Regions from separate parts of the Cricetulus griseus genome. Here region 2 is linked to region 1. The links are chromatin contacts, called in public Hi-C maps. All regions are on one chromosome and are shown on one strand. The core of a region is the stretch at or near the end of the contact, and the rest is flanking DNA. Distances in the headings are between cores, read along the strand shown. Region 1 overlaps Megf6 (multiple epidermal growth factor-like domains protein 6). Region 2 holds the start of Megf6 (multiple epidermal growth factor-like domains protein 6).

Region 1 (5,298 bases), core at 23-2,522:
TAGGGTTGGTCTTGCCCTCACAGCATCCACTCTTCACACAGCATCTTGGACAGCCAGCACCAGGTCTAGAAGGACCACTCTAAGATAAGGGGACCATGGTCTTCAAGGGGCTGTAAGCACCTACACAGCCAGCAAGCAGTCAGGAAGGCTTCACTCCACACTTCCTCAAGGCTGAGAATGTGTGTGCACTGGAGACCCCAGGTCAGGCATGGCCAGCCGTAGGGACTCAGAGATGGCCGGTCTCCCACTTTGTACTGCTTGCCACAATGCTGTCTTTTCTAGGAATGAATGAGGTGGCATCCTGGCTACAGCCTGGCCTTGGGCTTCTAATCTGACTACACCAGTCCCCCAGGCACCAGACTGACAACAAGGGTTCAGAGAGCAGCCCTTTGTGAGGGGGAAGTGAGAAGCTGTGCCTGCAGAGCCTTGGAACTGGGCACACTGGCATGAGCATGTGTCACGACCACTGTCCCCTGGTCCACCCATTGTTCACCAGTCCAGCTTGTCTCTGCTGGGGACCCCGGCCTGGGCCTGGCAAAAAGGGCCAGGAAGATACTCTTCCAAGAAAAATGTCACCAGGACACAACAGCTACCAGGCTCAGGAGAGGGTCCCACTGGCCACAAAGACATGAACAGGCCCCTGAGTGAACCAAGTCTCAAGAGTCCTGTGTGGGTGGGGCCTGAGTCGGCATAGGATGACCTGTTTGCCAGCAAGGCCAGCTGTCCATATGGGGAGGACACTGCTTTCTCAGCCCCAAGGTCTCTGGAGAATCCACAATGGCTATGAGTGTGACTATGTCCCTGGGGAACGGGCACCCCTCCCATGATGGGTTCATTTCAGCAGCCTGCTCCTTAACTCAATGACACATCGGTGAACAGTGCATGAGCCCAGCCCCCGATACTCACCATGCTCACAATGGACTCCAGTCTTCCCAGGAGAACAGATGCAAATCCCTGACACAGCGTCACAGGCCGCCCCTTGTCCACATGCACACACGTGGGCACAACTGGGGCCAAAGCGACCCTGTGGACAGGCTGTGGAGAGGGCAGGTAAGTAGTTACCTCCCCTTGGGCTCTGCCAGAGGCTGTACCAACCCCAGTGACAGGACAGGAGACACAGGGGCAAACCACCAATTCCCAGTGCCCTCCATCTCCCTCCATGAAAAGGCTCTGCTGGGAGCTGGGCCCCAGGCCATCTCTACAGAGATACATTGACATAACACCCCCAGCTCTGCCTGCATTTCAAATGGGGAAAGTCCCCATGTGACTCAGGAGAAAGTCCCTTTCCTGGGCAGGAGGTTGGCCACAGGGATGTACTCAGTGCCCGGCATATTATCTGGGACAGAGCTGGCCAGAAGGCCAGGGCCCTCTGGGATCACACTGATGTCCCAGGACAGCACACCCTCACTGCCATTTTACCTTAGTTCAGCAATGGGGAACCCAAGAATCAGGGAAGCAGTGGGCGGGGCACTGTCCTCCCATAGGCTGGCTGGCAAGGCCCTGCCCCCTTCCCCAGAAATTCAACAATAAGCCATCCAGCCCTGCCACCTGGCTCCTCACCAAGGCTGCAGTCGGCCCCAAGGAATCCAGCAGGGCAGTGGCAAGCTCCTGTGGCTATGTCGCAAGAGCCACCATTGAGGCACTTACAAATTTGTTCACAGCCTGGCCCATAGCGCCCAGGTGGGCAGCCTGCAGGGAGAGAGAGCGCCTGCTACATGAGCTGGGGGCTGGAGTCAAGCATGCAGCACCCCTGAACGTGGCATGGCCACCCTGTGAGCTGCCAACCTCCACCCTGCATCCCAGAATGGCAGACAGAACCCCAGGTCCCCCGAGGCAGTGGACAACACTCACGTTGCTGACAGTTGGTGCCATGGTAACCGGCAGCACACACACAGGCCCCTGAAGCAGGGTGGCAGGCCCAGGTCTCACCAGAACATTGGCATAGGTGCCCACAGTCCTTTCCAAAGGTGCCAGGCTGGCAGGCTGGATATAAGTTGGGTAGGGTCAGGCCTGGCCTAGCCCTCAGAAATCCCATTGTCCCTCTCCACAAAGTAGATGTTAGGAGAGCACCTACCCTGCTCACAGCCAGGTCCAGTGAAGCCAGGTGGACAATGGCACTCCCCAGTAACATGGTGGCAGGAGGCACCAGGTGGGCAGTGGCAACGCTGGGCACAGGCCTCTCCAAACCAGCCACGTGGACAGGCTGCAGGAAGGTAGAATTAGTTAGGCTTTCCTGGAAAGGGGCAGCGGGGAGTCCTGAGGTGGCTGTGCAGGGCCAGCTCCCTCCCAGCAACTGGATCCATACACTATTATCAGTGCTCACCATCCTCGCAGTGTGAGCCCCTCCATCCCGGGGGACAGAGGCAGGCCCCTGTGACATGGTGGCAGGTGGCACCTCTCCGGCAGTTACAATGCTCTTCACAGTGAACCCCAAACATGCCCTTGGAACAGGCTGTGGCGTGAGAGACAGACAGGAAGGCTGGGAATTACAGCCCCAGGACCTCTGCCCATGGAAATTAAGGAAAAAGGGGAGGCTGGGACAAGAAGATGTAAAGAGTCACTGGATCCCCCTGAGGATCCCAACACAGCCTACCAACCAGCATCAGCAGCCCCAAGCTTGGGTCTGAGCAAGGGGCTCTCTGGGCTGGGTCTGCAAATGACAGTGCCTAGATTGAAGGGCAGCCAGGGAGTGGAAGACTTGGTGAGGGTGTTCAAGCCTGGAAGGGTGGACAAGGACCCTGGGCACAAAAGCCACAGCCTGGGCAGCCGCCTGTAATCATGGAGCCTGGAACAATACAGGCTTCGAGTCCAGAGACCAAGGCTTTCTCTCTGAAGCCTTGAGATGAGGTACACACACCCCTCTCTCCAAAGTAGAAGCAAACAAGCCAATCAGGCTGGCCTCTTAGGTACAGCCAGGAAGCCCTGAACCCATTTAAAACTGGGCCACATTGGTGAGAACCAGGCTTGGCCCATATCTTCAGCATGGAGTAAAACCGGATCACCCTTGGCAGAACCTCCCAGCTTCCCAGAACCCACTCACGGCTCTGACACTTGTCCCCAGTCCAGCCAGCTGGGCAGAGGCAGTGACCCGTGAGCCGGTCACACATGCCCCCATTAAGGCAACTGCAGCTGAACTGACAGCCAGCTCCATAGTGTCCGGGAAGGCACTCTGAAAAAGTAGGCGGAGGGAGTGAGGGAGGGAGGGTCTGACTTTCTGAGCTAGGGCTCTGCCCAGGAGACACTATCCCAACCTTCTTACACCTGTGTTCTTGGATGGAAGGCCACCCCCAGGGTGCTGCCCCCTCAAGGAGTCTTCCTAGGCCTGAGATCACATCTACTACCTAGGCCAGCCAGCTCACCTTTCTCACAGGCCAAGCCGGTCCAGCCCTCCGGGCATGTGCACTGGCCCAAGATGGGGTCACAGCTCCCTCCATTGCGGCAAAGACAGGAATGCTGACAGTCCTTGCCGTACAGGCCAGCAGGGCAGGCTGAGGCCCAGAAAGCAGAAGCAAGCCTCAGCATCTGGCCAGCAGAGACCTTTGGAGTTCTTTAAGTTCCCACACATCCCCGAAGCCCAACCTGACTTTCAAGTTGGACTCTAATCAGGGCTGGTTTTATGATGCCCCAGACCAGGCCTGTACTGGACCCACTGACCTGGCCTTGAGCATGTGACACTAAAGGCCACAGTCAAGCTCCCTCCCAACTTCCCCCCAAAGCCCATGCTGACAGGTGAGCGTTGCACCTACCCTGGCATCCCATGCACACATGTCCCTCCATGGGCCCAATGAGAGGTCATTACCCAGTACTGGACCCTGAACTCCCAGGCAGGGCTTACCCTGCAGGCAGGTGGGTCCCATCCAACCAGGGGCACAGTGGCATTGCCCATGGATAGGGTCGCAGGAGGCCCCGTTGAAACAGGTACAAACCTGGCTGCAGTTAAGCCCGTAGGTGAGGGATGGACAACCTGTAAGGGGAGAGGAGCCATCAGGGGCATGGCCAGGGGACCACAGCAAGAGCTATCATGGAGCTGAGCAAACCTCCCAAGCTCAGGGCCAGGTCTCAGCAGCCACAAAAGGGATGGACACTTGGGATCCTGTGGGTAGAGCTATGTCCTCAGTCGGATGGCAGGAAGGGGCCCCAGGGGTGTCCCCGCCCCCATGAAGAACCCACAGCACCTAGGCTTACTCCCCTTACATACTCTGGGCACAGCGTGGGCCCCAGCGGCCAGCTGGGCAGATGCAGGAGCCGGTCACAGCATCACAGGTGGCCCCAGCAGAGCAGTTGCAAGCACTGCCACAGTCTAACCCGAAGAAGCCGGCAGGACAGGCTACAGACAGAGGTGGCACTGACAAGAGGCTCAAAGGCCAGAGGACCCTGCCCTGCACTCAGGGCCCACACCAGACTGCACCCAGCCTACCATGCTCACACCCCAGCTATACTCATTTTATCATGCTCACACCCCAGCCTGCACCCAGCCTATACCCATATTACCATGTTCCCACTCCAGCCTGCACCCATCTTTACCATGTTCACACCCTAGTGGGCACCCAGCATACACCCATCCAGTTTACCATGCTCACACCCCAGCCTGCACCCACCCAGCCTACCATGCTCACACCCCAGCCTGCACCCACCCAGCTTACCATGTTCACAGAAGCTTCCCCTCCAGCCGGCTGGGCAGGTACAGGCCCCACTGACATGGTCACAGGTTGCCCCATGCTCACACTTGCACTTCTGCTCACAGCTAGGACCAAAGTACCCCTGGCGACACCCTGAGGCACAAAGGGCAGTCCACCATTGGCTCAGACACCAAGAGTCTGGCAGAGCCCAGGGCTTGGGGGAAAGGCCTGATTGACAAACAAGTTCCTCCGTTCCCAACAGTGGGGACACCTGGCCTTACCACACACTCCTCTTACCCTTTCCCCAGATGGGAGGTAAGAGTCCCAGACCTCATCTTCAGGGCCCACGTGGGATCTCATCTATGGCTGCCTCTAAAACCAGCTATCCTGAACCACTCACAGCCCTTCCACAAGCCTTGGAAGGATACACATAGAGACCTAAGGAACCCCTGCTCTCCTCCCAGACCGGGACAGCCCTAGCTCCCCATTTGCTCTCCTGACAAGTGGGAGACAGCACACGAGCATGAGTGGTTGCGTGCACCAGAACACTCAGGTGCGTGTGTACAGACAGACACACATGTGCATGAGCAAGTGTTCTCGAGTGTGGTCATGTGCACGTGCATGCCAGTGTGCACACTGAGGGGAGAGGTACGAGTGCCGGGCTCGGTACTCACACTGC
Region 2 (5,892 bases), core at 1,880-4,379, 94 kb after region 1:
GTTTCTGTGAGAGGATGCTCTGTCTACACCTCCCCCTCATCTGGCCTCATGCCTCACCTCTGGCCTGGGTACAGCTGGCACACTGAAAAGTGCAAGACTTTAGGGACAGGAGCCCAGTGGCTGTCTGGGACATCGCCACACCGTGAGAAGGCAGATCGGAGACCCTCAGAGGTCTCCCACCAAGCACAAGGCCATCAGAGGAGGTTCAGCAGACATGCACTCCTTCCCCTGCTCTGCCTCCACCACAGCTACAGCACAGCTCCTGTTTTCTGGGATGTCTGGCCATTCCCCACACCCCGAAGAGGGGCATTAGGAGCTACTCAAGAGACGAACTGGAAAAGGCCTCAGCCATGGAGAATGTGGCTGTTTAAGGCCCCCCGGGGCCAGTAGGCCCAAAAAGCTCCTTGCAAGATGGAACTTGAGCTTGGTGGGGAGAGGGGCCTTCTACCTGACTGGGGTAGGAGGGGTCATCACTATGTGTTTCCAAATCCCTGGCAGGTTTCTTGGCATGGCTGCCCAAAGGGGCTCCAACCTGGGAGAAGCTCTGTATTTTGAAGCTGTGTATGAACACTGTGAGGTAGCCTCAGCCAGCGCTTGGGGCTCCGGTACATGGGCAACCTCTCTCTCCACCCTCAACAGGGCTGCAGGAAGTCTTTAAGGAGCCATGCCAGCTTTGCACTCCTCAGCAGTCGCTCCCAACTCCAGACGAAATGGGCAAGCCATGCTTCCACGAAGCTGAAAGTCACTTAGAGGAAAAACAAGCAGGTAGCCAGGCTCTGGCCATTGAATCTGGGCACCCTCAGTTGACAGCAGCCAGAGAATAATGCCCATTGCTCTGGCAGATTCATGAGGGCACCTGGGATGGGCGTCAGAGCCACCCTACCCCTAGAACCCACAGAGGCCTGTGGCTTGCACACCAGCTGTAGGGGGTTACGGGCAGGAAGACAAAGTACTATGAAAAGTCCGCAGCTATCAGCTCAGGAAAACTGGCCAAAGAGGTGTGGCAACCGTACCAGGCCCTGCCAGCCCATTAGAACTCCTGGGGGCGGGAGGGGGGGAGGCAGCAGGGCAGAGAGGGTCGGCCAGGAGGAAGTATTTTCTAGGGTCCTGGCTGCCTTCCCAGCCCCCCTCTCCTGCTCCTCTGAGTGGTGGGGAGCAAAGGTTAAATCTGCAGAGTCACCTCTGGAAGCTGGCCCTTCCTCATGGCTTCCACCTGCTTTCTGCTCAGCAAGTCAAGTGCTCCTTCTCCAAAGCCCAGAAAGATCTCTCTGCTGGTCTAGCCAAATGAAACCCTCCCTCACTGGCCCAGCCAGCTAGGGCCCATGTGCAGATGCCGGAGAGATACAGTTATGGGGAAGACAGCCGGGATTTTTGGCCAACCTGGAACTCAGACCCACTCAAAATGGACAATCTGAGAACAGAAGCCTGTTGGGACCCCAAGAGCCGGGGAGTGAGGGCACAAGCCCCAGAGATGCAGCCCCCACTGCAGGAAGAAAGGAAGGCAGGCCCTGGAAAACGCATCAAGAAGGGACAGGCTCTCCTGCTACCCATCCACAACCAGTCCCAACAACCTTTTCAACAGCTAAAGACTTCCCAGGCGCAGGTGAGCAGGACACAGGCAGCAAGCTCTTGGCTCCACTCCCAGGGAGATCAGTAGGAGTGGACAGAGCTGGGTGGAGAACCCATAAAGGGCGACCAACAGTTTCCACATTTGCCAGATTGCATCTATCCACCCAAAATCTCAGGAAGACTGTGTCTGCTGCTCCTCTCAACCAGGGAAGCCGGCAGACAGGCTGGCATCCCTGGCCACTACGCTAATTACCAGAATCATCCTGGGGTAAAGCTCCTTCTGGGCAAACTTACAGCTAAGAGAAATGAGCAGCAGTAGCCAGGGACACAGGCTGCTTCCATTATCGGGTGAGGCCCCCAATTCAGATCAGCTCTCCTTTGTAATGGCCATGAGGACCAAAGCAAGGCCCAGGGTGGGGGTCTGAAGGCACCAGCCCCAGTGGGAAGCTTGTCTTCTCATTCCCTCAGGGAGCCATGGCTCTGTTCTCAAGGCCAAGTACGCGGTGAATCCACCAGTTGCCAGCCCTAGACAGGAGCAGCAAGTCCCTTCTGTGGCTGAAAGGGCGCTCTAATCGGCAGAGAGGAAGCCCCCAACTCAGGCCTGAAGGGTCCCTCGTCCACTCCCCAGGCAGCCCCAGCAGCTTTGCCAAGTTTGCAAGGCCCCACCTTGCATCCTGCAGGGAAGGGCCGGGTGGGGGCCGCAGGCCTCTCATCCGTGCACCTCATCCACTTGGGCTCAGTTCGCACCGGCTTTCCTTTGAGGCCAACAGAGGGATCGCTTTTCAGTTTAAGAGACCGCTAACCCGCCTGTTGGGGAATCATCTTTCAAAATTAAATCCGTCGCCGCTGGCTCCCTGACCCTCTCTTCCTGCCCATTCTAGTACTAAATTCCTTCTCCCGAGGCCCCAGAGCGCACGTGTTTAACACACAAACCAGTTCTGGCAGCCCCCTCTGGGCACCCCCGCCCCTGCGCAGGCCCCCAGACCCCAGGAGACCAGCTTCGGGAGGAAGTGGGACCAGGCTGCTTCCTCTCGGCCGTCTCCAAGCCGGTTCCCCAGCTGTACCCTGCGGCGCAGGGGCTTGGATTCCTCACCTCTCCAAACTTCAGCGTCCTCCTAAATCTGCAGAACCCTCGCTATAGAGGCGGGAACCGGGAGACTAGGAACCTGTGGCAGCCTCGAGGGCCCCAGATCCAACCCGGGACCCCACGTCTAGACCATCCGCTCTTTAGTTAAGGCAAAGAGCCCATTGTTCTGGGTCCCCAAGGACAAAGCTCCGAGCTCTGTCCGGGTCAACGTCGCTGCCGCGAGCTTCGGGACTCGCGCTACTCACATGCTTGGCTGCAGCGGGCGCGGGGGTCGCGGCGGAGCGACTGCAGGCACCGCGGGGAGCAGCAGCAGAGCCAGGGCCAGCGCGCGCCAAGCCGCTCTCGCCTCCGCCCGGACAGGCATCGTGCGCGCGGTCGCGCTCCCACTCGATCCTCTACTCTCCGACTCACAAGCGGCTCTTGTGGCCACGAGACCCCTTCCTCACGCGCGCCATGCCCCGGAGGTGAGCGGGGTGCAGCAACCGAGTCGCGCCAGGTGCCGGGCGCGAGGTCGCCGCAGGTGCGGATGGTGCAGCTTCCCCGAGCACTGAGACCTTCTCGCTCCGCTCTGCAGACACTTGCCAGGAGTGATAGAGAGCGAACTCGGAGCGGGACGCCCCAGACGTCAGGCCCGCCAGCCGCACGCCCCCGCCCGGACCCCAGCCCCCTCCCGCCCCGGCTCCCGCCCCTTTTCGGCCCCACCCCCCAGCCCAGGCCACGCCCGTTCCGCCTTCGGCCCCTCCCAGACCTCCCAATAGAAAGCCCACTTCCCACCCCCCGCCAGCCCCTCCCCTCCGCGACTCCTCATCCAGCCCACAAGACTAAGCTCGCGTCCCTGTACCCGACACCTAGCTTCATTTGAGCATCCTCTTAGGGTTCCCTGCGCACCTCCGGCCGAGAGCCCCAGGTCTGCTCCCATACAAGTGACCAATCCTATCCGATCTGGATATCGCACACCTAGCAAACACGACTCGACCACGACTCGGGACCTCGGCAGGCGCATCTTTGGCTTCTCTCCACGAACACTGCGTTCATCTTCCCTTGACTCCTCATCCCGCGCGCCGCCTCGGCTGCCCCAGAAGCAGGAGGAGATTGGGGAACGGGGAGGGCAGCCTTTGTGTCACCTCCTTTGTGCACTGACATGAGGTGACACACCACCGCCGGAGCATCTGTATTCCTGGTTCTGCGCTGAGTGCTTCAGGATGGTGGCATGGGGTGAAGTGGGCGTGTAAGTCCCACCAGACTCCTGCATAGGGGCCTGGAAAGCGAGGCAACTCCCTGCTCCGGGCTATTTGCTGTCCTTTAAGTCTGGTTTTGTTTTGATGTGACTTTTTTTCCCCAGGGCTAGGGCCAGATTCTCCAGTGCTAGACATGGTGTCTCTGGGGCCAGGATTTACCAGACACTCAGGGGCTCCTTTTGGAAGTTGAGCTGGGGTAGTCCCAAAAGGGCACAGTGTGAGGATCAGCCCCTGCTAGTCTTGCTGGAGACTTGTGCCTTTGCACTCTTTTGAAGACCTCCCTCCTCTACCATTCCCTGAGGGATGAGGCAGGTGTTCCAACCTCCTTCTCCCCGATGATTGAGGGAACCTCTGGTAGAGGTTCCTGGAAGTGGAGGTGCAAACGTGTTCCACTCCCATTTCAGAAGGCTGCGTCCGCGTTAATGGGTGGGTACTGCCGGCTCAGCTCGGACCTGCTGCTGACCCAGGTGTGGAGGGAACCACAGTGCCAGGAAGGGAGCAGAGGCCCCTGCCTCAGCTTACAAGACTACAGACTGCGATAATCACAGGAGCCTGACTTCGGGGAGGGAAGAAGGGATGGATGAGAGAGGGAGGGGTGGGGAGAGAGAAGAGAGAGGAGAGAGGAGAGAGAGACAGGCAGGGAAAGGGACAAGTGGTCCTGGGACTTGCTACCTGATTCCCCAAACAGGACCCCAGTTTACCCTGCTGTTCTGGATCTCACTCTTCTGCCTGAAGCCATCACCAGATCCTCCCTGGATCCCAGTAGCAGAGGCTGACCCAAGCCTTCTGGGTGACTCTCAAGTACCTGCCTCCCAGGTGTCTGCACCCAAGAAATCATCGAGTATCCCACCTCAGCCAGGGGCCTCCCCAAGCCAGAACTGCAGTGGGCCCATCTGTCTGTTCCTTCTTTGCACCTCTTTCTCTCCTGGAGTTGGCTCCTGCATTTTCAGCAGTGTGTGCACATGGATAGGGAGCCTGAAAAAGCTCACCTCTGCTCTGCTAAACCCTGCCCGGGGCCAGGTGAGGGGGTGTGGGTGAAAGATGATTCCATCTCACTATCTTCTCTGCTCATCAGAGAAGAAATCATCCTGGGTTAGAAAGAGAATCTATAGGTGGGGCAGGGTCTGGGCTTTTAGTATTCTGAAGCCTATGTGGGGACCTTATTGAAGAAAGATAATGCAGAAGGAAATGATTTTACTAATTTCAAAAAAATACATGGCCTTGTGCATGAGTATCTAGGCCCCATCAATTTGAAGATTTCCCTTAGATTTTCTTCACTGACCTTAGACCATTCTAGCTCCACCTATGCCCTGTCCAGACACCACCTCTCTGCCATGTAGAGAGTCCTGGCAGGTGTCAGGTGGTCAGGCCGGCAGGAAATCAAGTGCTTCCTGTTGGAGTCTTTGTGGTTAGGCTAAGGCACATCATCTTCCATGGCAGGTGTGTCCTTTCCCAGATGTCATTTATGATAGGAAGAATATACATGGGCAGAGTGGGGTCTGTCCACTATTCCCAGAGTCCTTGTTCCCAGCCGGGTGTAGGTAGGTGACCCTGTAGCATAGAGCTCACATCTCCAAGCAAATCCTGTCACATACACTGGTGTTGGCTGGATTCTCACCCTGGCCCCAGAAACCCTTTCCCTGTCCAGTCTGGCTCCTATGAGCATAAGTGAGCAGCTGGTTGCCTAACGAGTGTCTAGTTCCCAACACAACAAACGGAGTAATCAGGACATTTAGAGTTTGTCATTTTAAAAGTCATCAGAGGGCTGGAGAGATAGCTCAGAGTTTAAGAGCATTGCTCTTCCAGAGGTTCTGAGTTCAAATCCCAGCAACCACATGGTGGCTCACAGCCATCTATAATGTGATCTGGTGCCCTCTTCTGGCCTGCAGAGATACATGCAAGCAGAATACTGTATACATAATAAATAATTAAATAAATAAAAGTCATCAGAACTGAGGGACATAACTCAGTTGGTAGAGTGCTTTGCCTGTCATGCAT

Evidence for each region. Hi-C and Micro-C count contacts between places; a contact is called where the count stands out from the background.
Region 2: a Hi-C map of fibroblasts shows a contact between it and region 1, with 4 times the contacts expected there. The contact joins the promoter of Megf6 here to the enhancer-like site in region 1. A contact is called at or near these places in 5 of 8 Hi-C or Micro-C datasets (the CHL-YN cell line, the CHO-K1 cell line, fibroblasts and 1 more).

Annotation. Positions count from the first base shown.
Region 1 is chr2:2,035,494-2,040,791 of CriGri-PICRH-1.0, forward strand. Megf6 (multiple epidermal growth factor-like domains protein 6) reads right to left here. Exons shown (of 37, transcript XM_027398478.2): 21 at 5,294-5,298; 22 at 4,644-4,772; 23 at 4,199-4,327; 24 at 3,836-3,964; 25 at 3,360-3,488; 26 at 3,041-3,169; 27 at 2,324-2,452; 28 at 2,075-2,203; 29 at 1,852-1,983; 30 at 1,561-1,689; 31 at 907-1,035. Among named protein-coding and RNA genes, the nearest start is that of Arhgef16, 31 kb to the left of the region's middle. Within about 2 kb of position 1,273, at least 2 of the 6 cell types and tissues checked have open chromatin away from gene starts, as enhancers often do. A contact at or near this core is called in the CHO-K1 cell line and fibroblasts, where this site is marked.
Region 2 is chr2:2,127,977-2,133,868 of CriGri-PICRH-1.0, forward strand. It overlaps Megf6 (multiple epidermal growth factor-like domains protein 6), which reads right to left and starts at 3,130. Exons shown (of 37, transcript XM_027398478.2): 1 at 2,902-3,130. The coding sequence starts at 3,020.